Regions from separate parts of the Oryctolagus cuniculus genome. Here regions 2 and 3 are each linked to region 1. The links are chromatin contacts, called in public Hi-C and Micro-C maps. All regions are on one chromosome and are shown on one strand. The core of a region is the stretch at or near the end of the contact, and the rest is flanking DNA. Distances in the headings are between cores, read along the strand shown.

What was found. A called contact is a pair of places that touch in the nucleus more often than the background predicts.
Region 2: a Micro-C map of ear pinna shows a contact between it and region 1, with 15 times the contacts expected there. The contact joins the enhancer-like site here to the promoter of RHOU in region 1. A contact is called at or near these places in 3 of 6 Hi-C or Micro-C datasets (ear pinna, psoas muscle and an unstated tissue).
Region 3: a Hi-C map of skin fibroblasts shows a contact between it and region 1, with 5 times the contacts expected there. The contact joins the enhancer-like site here to the promoter of RHOU in region 1. A contact is called at or near these places in 5 of 6 Hi-C or Micro-C datasets (ear pinna, liver, psoas muscle and 2 more).

Annotation. Positions count from the first base shown.
Region 1 is chr13:90,605,905-90,609,023 of mOryCun1.1, forward strand. RHOU (ras homolog family member U) reads right to left here and starts at 1,497. Exons shown (of 3, transcript XM_008251049.3): 1 at 949-1,497. The coding sequence starts at 1,210.
Region 2 is chr13:90,390,510-90,393,628 of mOryCun1.1, forward strand. It overlaps LOC103345811 (2-iminobutanoate/2-iminopropanoate deaminase), which reads left to right. Exons shown (of 4, transcript XR_011381659.1): 4 at 1-980. Among named protein-coding and RNA genes, the nearest start is that of NUP133, 110 kb to the left of the region's middle. Within about 2 kb of position 1,527, at least 1 of the 8 cell types and tissues checked has an H3K27ac peak or open chromatin away from gene starts, as enhancers often do.
Region 3 is chr13:90,455,001-90,458,119 of mOryCun1.1, forward strand. No RefSeq gene overlaps it. Among named protein-coding and RNA genes, the nearest start is that of RHOU, 150 kb to the right of the region's middle. Within about 2 kb of position 1,526, at least 2 of the 8 cell types and tissues checked have an H3K27ac peak or open chromatin away from gene starts, as enhancers often do.

The DNA of each region.
Region 1 (3,119 bases), core at 247-2,746:
GGTGGGAGGAGGGGGCCTGCGTCTGGCCCAGGCATGGAGATCTCCATGGGAAAGCGGTGCTCAGTTCGGGCTCTTTCTACAACAACTTCCCAACAGTTTAGAAATGTTTATCCGAGTAGGCTGGGGGAGGGGGAGGAAGAAGAGACAGGGCCCACTAGTGTGGTGCCCTTTTATCTAGGGTATCTTGAAGAAGGGAGGCACCAGGACCTGCCCATCAGGAACTTGGGGTGGGTGAACGGGGGTATATTTTTAAGACAGTGCCCCCCCCCACTGGCTTCTGTCATTTTTAACTTTTTTTTTTTTTTTTTTTTTTTTAGAATTCAAGAAGATCTGAAAAACCAACATCAAGGGGATGGTTTAGCGTTCAATCACCCACACCAAACGACGGGGCAGCCCGTACCCAGGGGTCTTCAGTAGCTTGAAGAGAGCTCCTGAAGTTACCAGCCAGCTGGAACAGCCAACCGGCTGGGAAGAGAAAGGCTGTTCACGCCCCAGGGTTAGCGCAAATCTCAGCCGCCTCCAGGGCCACCAGGGCGGCCCTTTAAAGCCTGGAGATGCGGCCCCCCCGCGTGCAGCTGAGCCCCCAGCGAGGGACGCAGCCCCAGGTAAAAAGGCAGAGGCACCTGTGCGTCACCTTGCCCAAGACATGGGACAGTGGCGTCAGCAACGTCGACCTGACGCAACTCCTCTGCGTGGCAGACTAGCACCTGAACTCCACCTGTTCCACTCGGTCCGTCCCCGGGTTACTGAACTGAGCGATCTCTTCAGGCACCGACTCCGACTCCCTGCCCCGCCTGCCTGCGCCTCCCCAAGCCCCGGTTTCGGGGCTCCTCGTCCCTCCGCGGCCAACTCCAGCTGGCTCGGAGTCCCCAGCCTGCGCCCCGCACTTGCGGGCTCCCCCCTCCCACGCTCCCCCCGCCCCCGCCCGCCCCGCGCGCCGTGGCTCACCCGAGAAGTTGTCGAAGGCGGTGGGGATGTACTCGGTGGGGTAGCCGTTGGTGGTGTAGCTCACCACCAAGCTGGTCTTGCCCACCGCGCCGTCGCCGACCAGCACGCACTTGACGCCGCGCCCCTCCGCGCCGCCCGCGCGCCCCCGGCCCCCCGGCGCCCCGGGCCCGCGCGCCCCTCGTCCTCCGCGCTCCCGGCGAGGCGGCACGGGCGGCGCCTCGCAGCGGCCGGAGAACGCGGGGTCCCCCTGCTGCGGGGGCATCGGTCCTCGCGCGCAGACCTGCAGGCGCGGGCGATCAGGGCCCGGCCCGACCGCCCCTCCGCCCCGGAGGGTGGAGGGAGGGAGGGTGGAGCTGTCACCGACAGCGGCGGGAGCGCGTTCCTGCTCCGGCCGCGCGGCTCGCGCGGACAAAGGCGGCGGGAGGGTCGCCGCTCCGCGCTCCCGGGGGCGCCAGCTGGCTCTGCCCCGCGTGCTGGGAGGACTGCGGCCCGAGCGCCGTGCTGCCCGATCGTTCTGCCTCCGCCCGGCTTCCCGGCGACACGACGCGTTGGGGGGCGGGCGGCAGGGGAGGGGAAAGAGGCGGGTCCGGCGGGGCCCCTCCGTCCCCGCGCCGAGGCCACAGCGCCGCCAGCCTGCGCTCCGCGTCCTTGCACCCGCGTTGCTGGGCGGCTCCGCGGCGGATCCCGAGCGTTCGCTCGGTGGGAGCCGCGAGCACCCGCCCCCCGGGGGGCGCAGCGCCCGCAGCACCCGGGCCGGCGTGGGCAGCTTGTTCCCAAGCTCCCGGGGACTGGGGCCTTGGCCTTGCCTGGCCGAGACGGTTCCGAAACCTGAGTTTCTTCCACGCCCTCACTCCCCTGTTCCGTGCTGCTGGGAGTTTTCTTTTCAAATCATTTATTCTCATCTAGGAGCACAAGGACGCCGGCCCTGTTGTTCCTGCTATTTAGATTTTTCCCCGCTTTGGGTCTGTCACGCGCCTTCCTGCGGTTATGGCCCAAGGTGTTTCTTTATGGCTCCCATTGCTTAAATGTTATTTGGCGACGTGAGTGTTACCTGAAAATACAGTCCGTTTATCCTTGCCTCTTTCTTCTGTTTTCTTCCCACCTGCAGGCCCATTTAAAGAATAGAGCCATCTCTTCTGGGCCTGCTCCTTGGGGTTTATACTGTGGTGTGTGAAGAGACATATACCAGCAACACGAGTACTATCCTACTAATAGCTATCAGATATGGAGTCGCTCTATGAACCAGCACTCTGCATTTGTTAATTCCTTTTATCTTTTTAAAAAAAATTTTTTTTGACAGGCAGAGTGGACAGTGAGAGAGAGAGAGAGAGAGAGAGAGAGAGAGAGACAGGTCTTCCTTTTTCTGTTGGTTCACACCCCCCCCCCCCCCCCCCGGCCACGTGGCTGCTGCAGTGGGAGCATTGTGGCTGGCGCACTGCGCCAATCAGAAGCCAGGAGCCAGGTGCTTCCTCCTGGTCTCCCATGCCGGTGCAGGGCCCAAGCACTTGGACCATCCTTCACTGCCCTCCTGGGCCACAGCAGAGAGCTGTACTGGAAGAGGAGCAACCAGGACAGAACCGGAACCCCAACCGGGACTAGAATCTGGGGTGCTGGCGCCGCAGGAGGAGGATTAGCCTAGTGAGCCCCGGCGCTGGCCAATTCCTTTTATCTTAACATGACTTGTGCCCATTTCACAGATGAGAAAACCTGAGCTTGTAAGTAATGTAAGTAATGTGTTTTGAGTGCCATAAGCTTACGAGCACCAGGGCCAGAGTAGAAACTCAGAGTCCAGCTCTATTTCAAGAGCTCCTAACCCATGTCCTAAAGGTGAAAAGAAGCCCTTGTGCTCAGCTCAGACTTGGAAGTATGGCCGTGGTCAGAATGCAGAGAAGGGTTAATCAAGAGGCCAGAAGCTTGGACCGAGGACCCCTCACTTGAAAAGGGTGCCTTCTAAGGCCCTAGGCGACTAGGCTATGAGCACACGCTGTATCTATGTTAACTATTACCACTTAACTGCACCTTTTTTTTTTCTTTATCTTCTCCCCATACTGAGCCTCTTTAAAGCAGCCATGAACGTTCTGGGGAGCAAGCCAACCAAAGTGAAGTTGGGGGAACCATTTCTTTTGGGATTAATGGGATCCTTAGCTAGGATAAGGGAGGTCTTTAGGGGG
Region 2 (3,119 bases), core at 277-2,776, 220 kb before region 1:
TTTTTCAAAAAGAAATACTTCCAGGCTTCCCTTTTCCTGATCCTATTACTTCACAGAGGTCTTCTCTGGTTTCCAGTCAGCCTGGTATTCATTTCCTGCCTACTTTCTGCTTCTGCTTGCTTTGTGTGTTTGTGATAGAACTACCAAGTGGAGAGTGAGTCCTGCGACGCCCCTCAACAATAATCAGACTGTCTAGTGTGCTGTGGTTTTCACGTCTTCTTTTTTGCAAGAGGCAGTGGGCTTCAAAGGTTTGGTCTAATAGGTAGGGGAAGGGTGGAAATGATGAGCACTCAGAAGCCTTCGGCAAATGGGAAGTTCTTTGAGCCCAGCAAGAAAAGTGGTGTGGTAGAATTTGTTTAGAAGAGAACTTAGGCATTTTGGTGATTTGGTAATTATTCTGTTTACAGTAGCAGGTGTTTATTTGGAAGTTTAGCATTAGCATGAGATAAGGATAAATTATTTTTCAATGATTCTTTATTAGATTTATTTATTTATTTGAAAGGCAGAATCAAAGAGAGAGGGAGGGAGAGACAGAGAGGGAGAGACGGAGAGAGAGAAAGAGGGAGAGAGAGAATTGTCCACCTGCTGATCACTCCCCAAATGGCTTTAACAGCCAGGGCGGGGCAAGCTGAAGCCAGGAGCCTGGAACTCTATTGGGGTCTCCCATGCAGCTGGCAGGGGCCCAAGCTGACCTCCGCTGCTATTACAGACTCATTAGTAGGGAGTTGGGTTGGAAGCAGAGCGGCCAGGACTCTGATGGGCACTGTGATATGGGATGCGGGAGTCCAGGACTCTGATGGGCACTGTGATAGGGGATGCGGGAGTCCAGGACTCTGATGGGCACTGTGATAGGGGATGCGGGAGTCCCTGGCAGCTGCTACCCACTGTGCCACAATGGTAGCCCCAATCCTTGCTTTCCTAAGTTCTGTGAGTTTTTTAGCTGAGGGAGCGTCACAGAGAGAGGACGCTGCTCTGCGGATTAGCTGATGGGGGGGGGGGGGAGGTTGGAGGCTCCAGGGCTGCGTGAGCTGGGGAGAGGTCTGGATCGGGTGGGGGGTACAGGCTGCAGGGCAGACGGGTCCATGGGCCTTGGGAGCCCTTGATGCCAGCTCAGAGTGCCATGGAAACAAACTAGGCAGGAGGACGGTGTCATCCCGGCCCTGAAAGTCTCCCATAAATCAGTGAACATAGAGCCCCAGACATCGGCCTTCCAGCAGGTCTCTGGAAGTCCTTCCGGCTCTGCCGCGACAAGCAGGAGGGAGTGATTCCTTGAAGGGTGGGATATCACCAGGTACGCTGTCCACCCCTCCCGCACAGATCCCAGCAGGTGGGTTTTCAGTGGAGCCACAGAATCCATGCGCCACAGTGGAGCTCAGGTGCTGATCATCCGGGGAAAGACTGGACTGACAGCGGTGGTGATGAAAGGGGCTTTTGAATGAAACGAACCCTGTGATGTTGGATAAACACAACACAGCTCTGTGTGAATGGTGGACAAGCGTAGTTTGTTCTTCCTTCTACCCTTTGTGCTTTGTTCACAGAATGTCCCTGGCACTTCAGTGCTCCAGTCTGCTGCCAGTTTAACTCTGCTCTTGTGTAATACCAGGGCGGGGGTGGGGTGGGGGTGGGGCATTGCCAGCCGGTCACCTGCAGGTGATGTGTGAGGGCTGTGGTCCTGCCAGGACCCTAGGACATGGTCTGTTCCGAGGTTGAAACTTGCTCCCCCAGCCCCTCTTACCTCCACGTCATCAAATCCTCCCTGTAGTTGGAGTGGAGACTTCTATGTTTAATGCTCTCTAAAAGTAAGGAACCCCCACTATTGGCACCAGGTGCTACTGGGTTATTTCTCTTGAATCTCTTACATTCCCTGCAACAGCAGGCTTTAGGACCAAGAGCCACAGCCAGGTCAGCTGTAGTTAAGGTTGCCTCTCAATGCACTTACTTCTGTTATGCAAATGGCAACCTTACTACGATGGAATAGGTGGAAAACAGGATCTGAGAAGTGATTCAGATGTTTCTGTAACCTGGGCTAATTTGCATTGTGGCCTGCCCCAAATTGGGTCTTCGCTTGTGTCCCTCTCTCTGTGGCAACCTGGTACAGGGGAAAATGTGCCACTTTTGGGAGGGAAGTTGGTTGGGCTTAGTCTTCATTATGGGCAGAGGCAAATGACCTTAACTTGACCGCCTTGTTCATTGATTTGTTTTGGTTACCAGGGGAATAAGAATAAAGAGAAAGCAACAGACCAGAGTGCCTTATCACTCCTGGGAAACATGATCGGTTTCACCCAGGCAGGAGGCAGTACTACTTGTGACTTAAGTAACAGAATCTCTCTCCCACCTGGTCTTTGCTTACCATGTCAGTTCCTGCTCCACTAATTGCTAGCTCTGCAAGGTTGGGCAGGTCACTTTACATCTCTGTGCTCCATTTTCCACAGTTGATCCAGTATTATCTGGTAGGATGGCTGCAGAGTGTATGGGGGGGCCGGCACTGTGATGTAGCAGGTAAAGCAGCTGCCTGCGGTACCAGCATCCCATATGGACACTGGTTTGAGTCCTGGCTGCTCCACTTCTGATCCAGATCTCTACTTGTGGCCTGGGAAAGCAGTGGAAAATGGCCCAAGTCCTTGGGCCCCTGCACCTTTGTGGGAAACCTGGAAGAAGCTCCTGGCTCCTGGCTTCGGATCAGCGCAGCTCCAGCCATTACAGCCATTTGGGGAGTGAACCAGCAGATGGAAGACTTTCTCTACCTCTGCCTCTCAAATAAATAAATAAATCTTTTTTAAAAAAATATATGGAATAATTTTATTGGCACATGGTAAACACTCAAAAATTATTTTTAATGTTTTCTGTATATCTATATATGCTTCTATGATTGTGTTCATTTAAGAATTAGATACCATCCATCTTTTCTTTATAGTATTTTTTTTCAGGATTTATTTATTTGAAAAGCAGAGAGACAGCAAGAGGAAGAGACAAAAAGTAGAGATCTTCCAACTGCTAGATCACTCCCCAAATGGCTACAACAGCCTGGTCTGGGCCAGGCTGAAGCCAGGAGTCTGAAGCTCCACCCCGATCTCACAGGTGAATAGCAAAGGAACAAACCCTTAAGCCATCTTCTGATG
Region 3 (3,119 bases), core at 276-2,775, 150 kb before region 1:
TTCTGGGGTTAGGGCACAGATATTTTGGGAGGCATTAGGCTTTGTAACATAGTCTGAATAAGATGAGAACTGGTTGGACCATGGATAATAAAACAGCACCCTCAGAACTGCTTCCTGACCCGAGTACAATGCATAGGAAGCGGCTTTGGCAGAATCCTTTCCAAGACTGTTTGCTGGGCATTAAGAACCTGCATCAACTTTGCCTTACTATATATAATGAAATGCTTGAGGGAGGCTAACTTTGTGAAGAAAAGAAATTTATTTTGACAAATAGTTCTGGAGATTCACAGTCCAAGACTGGATGGGCCCCATTCGTTCAGCCTCTAGTGGTATTTTCTTGCTAGCAGAGCTAGGGTGGCTCTGACATAATAAGAGTCGGGGATCACGCATATCTCTACATGGGGTCTCCTTTCCTCTCCTTATAAAGCTGTCACGATTCAGTCATGAGGGTTGTACCCTAGCAACCTAATTCAGTCCAACCACTTCCCAAAGGCTGAACCTTTAAACACCATAGCTGAATTAAGTGTCTATCTTCCTAGTGCTGTTAACATAAGACTTTGAGGGCTAAACTCTTGCAACTGGGGAGCCAAATATTCACAGCATGATGTTAACAAAAAGGGTTGTCTGTCTCCATGGACACCAGTGTCCAGACCCCAATACCACCCCCTCTAAAGATAATTCTATCTTGACCAGGTATTCCTAGTTCAGTGTGGCATAGTTTAAAATATGGGGATGAATTTCCCTTAAATATCATAGAAGATACATACTGGGGTTGGTGAAGATTTCTGATGTGGGAAGATTGGAAAGCTGGGAAAATCTCCTTGACATTCTTTTACTAATAGTTATACTTATTAATGGGACACAGTGTGATGTTTCAATATGCATATACAATGGGCACTGATCAAATCAGGGTCATCAACATTTCCTCCTCTTTGCCAATACTGGGGCCTTGGCGTTCCTCTCTTCTCTTTGCTCATAATACAAGGTTATTGTGAACCACAGTCACCCCACTGTGTTTTGTGACCCCAGGAACTTATTTCTTCAAACTGATCCATTATCCAATCTCCCTCTATCCCTTCCTACTCCTCCATTTATCATTGCTATTCTGCTTAAAGGCATCAATTCACCAAGATTACCTCGGGGCTCCTGTCATCCTATTCATTGCAGGGTGAATATGGCAATCAGCTTTGTACTCCAATTAATCAGTGTTGAGTTGCATAGGAAATGATACATCTTTGCTGCTATAATCAGAGAAGGATTTGCCTAGGCTTTACATGGTTCACAGAATCACCAGGATAGCCAAGGAAGCCGACTCAAAGCTAAGTTTCTAGGAATGACACCCAAAACCACATTCCGAAACTGGTTGCCAAGGTCACCACAGCTCCTGCTACCCTGGGGAGGCTGCCTGCTGGGAGGATTGCAGGCTCCAGGGCTCCAGATGATAGCCAGCTGGCTCTGAGAAGCCAGCCCACTGTTCCTGCAGCTGCTCACTGTAGAGCCAAGATCTCTCCGTGACATCTGGCACCTCCAGAGCTGGAGGCCTCCAGCCCTGCCTCGTCTCTCTCTTAGCTCCATTTGGAAGTCAACCTTTTAGGGGTTGACAAAAGCTGACCACATCTGAAGCCTTGGTCTTCTCTGGGTCTGGGAAAGGAAGGGTTGACTTTTTCAGGTTCCAGGTTAAGGAAAGGAAAGCACTGAGGAAACAACCACTGATGTCCACTATCATTGGGGAATGGTGGGGAAGATTTAGTACCCAAAGCCCCAGTGTACCCATGGAGCCCACCCACTCTGAGAATTGCTAGGACAGAGCCTGCAACAGGACTCCAAACTGCACACTTCCTCCTCCTCTTTTCCTTCTACATCTTTCCCTTTTAACAAAATTTCCTGTACTTATAGTGGCTCGGTGTTTGGATTGGCTTTTGTGTTAGCTGCACTAGTTCGCTTAGTCTGGCTTTGTGACTACCTCCAATGAACTCTGTCCATATTTGGCATGTAGAGAGTTTTTTTTCCTGCAAGGGAAAAAAATCAGCATAGAGTCCATGGCATCGCTCCAGATAAAACTGCACAGCAGAACAATGGCCACTGGCAGAGTGTTCTGGTTGACTCACGAGGACTGGGACTAAATGACCAGTGGAGTGGTGCCAGCTGAGGCTCCCTTGTAGCAATGGCTGCCTGTGGTATGTGAAAAAAGAGACCAGGAAAAGCCCAGCTGTGGGCACCTTGCCATATACTGCTAGCTTCATGCCAGGACTAGGGTGCAGGGATTTCTGGTTTTCAGAAGCAATCCTTTTTTTGCTCGCTTTTTCCAAGAGCCCCTTTGGGTTGAGAATTATCCCTAAGACACAGGATGCCTCCATAAGTTAAGGTTTGGGCCTATTTGCTACATTGCAAAAGGGTTCCCAAATCCCTCACCAACTGGTTGGTTCCAGTGAGAGAGGACATATCAGCATCCATGGCCAAGTCTAATGGACTTTTTACTTCTACATCCTAAACAGCTAAATCTTCAGCATCCAACCCAGATCAAAGATAGCTGATAATAGATAGATGATGGGTGATCGATAGATAATGGCTAAATAAATGATAGCTAGATAAAAGAGTTGGGTAGATAAATCAGCAAGTAGGAACACAGACATACACACAGAGGTGTAGTTTCTAGAATAGCACTCATTCCAGAACTCAAACAATCTCACTCATGCTCAACCCCAAGCCTCTCCCCTTCTTCTTGGGCTCCTTCTAGGTTCTAGGAGACATCGGCAGTTGCCTTCCATGGCCACCACCTATTAGGGTCTGTCTTCTGAAGTTGAAGAATCTCCATGGCACCTAATGACATAACCTTCTCTTGCGGTCTCACTGCCACAGCTGCCCCTGTATCCTGTGCAGAGAGAAGAGGATACCTCTGCTCCTGACTCTTATGCTTTCTCATCTGAGCTCCAAAGATACGTACACAGGCTACTCCCAAAGTCTAAAAAGATACAATTTGCTTTGCAATGCCTGGAGCCCCTCTCTACAGGCATATGGTGGTGTTCTCCAAGCACCATGTGAACTCTAGGCCAGGATGCTGATTTCCCAATTCCCTCTCTATCAGCAATTCTCACCACTGGCGCTGACAACTTCACATG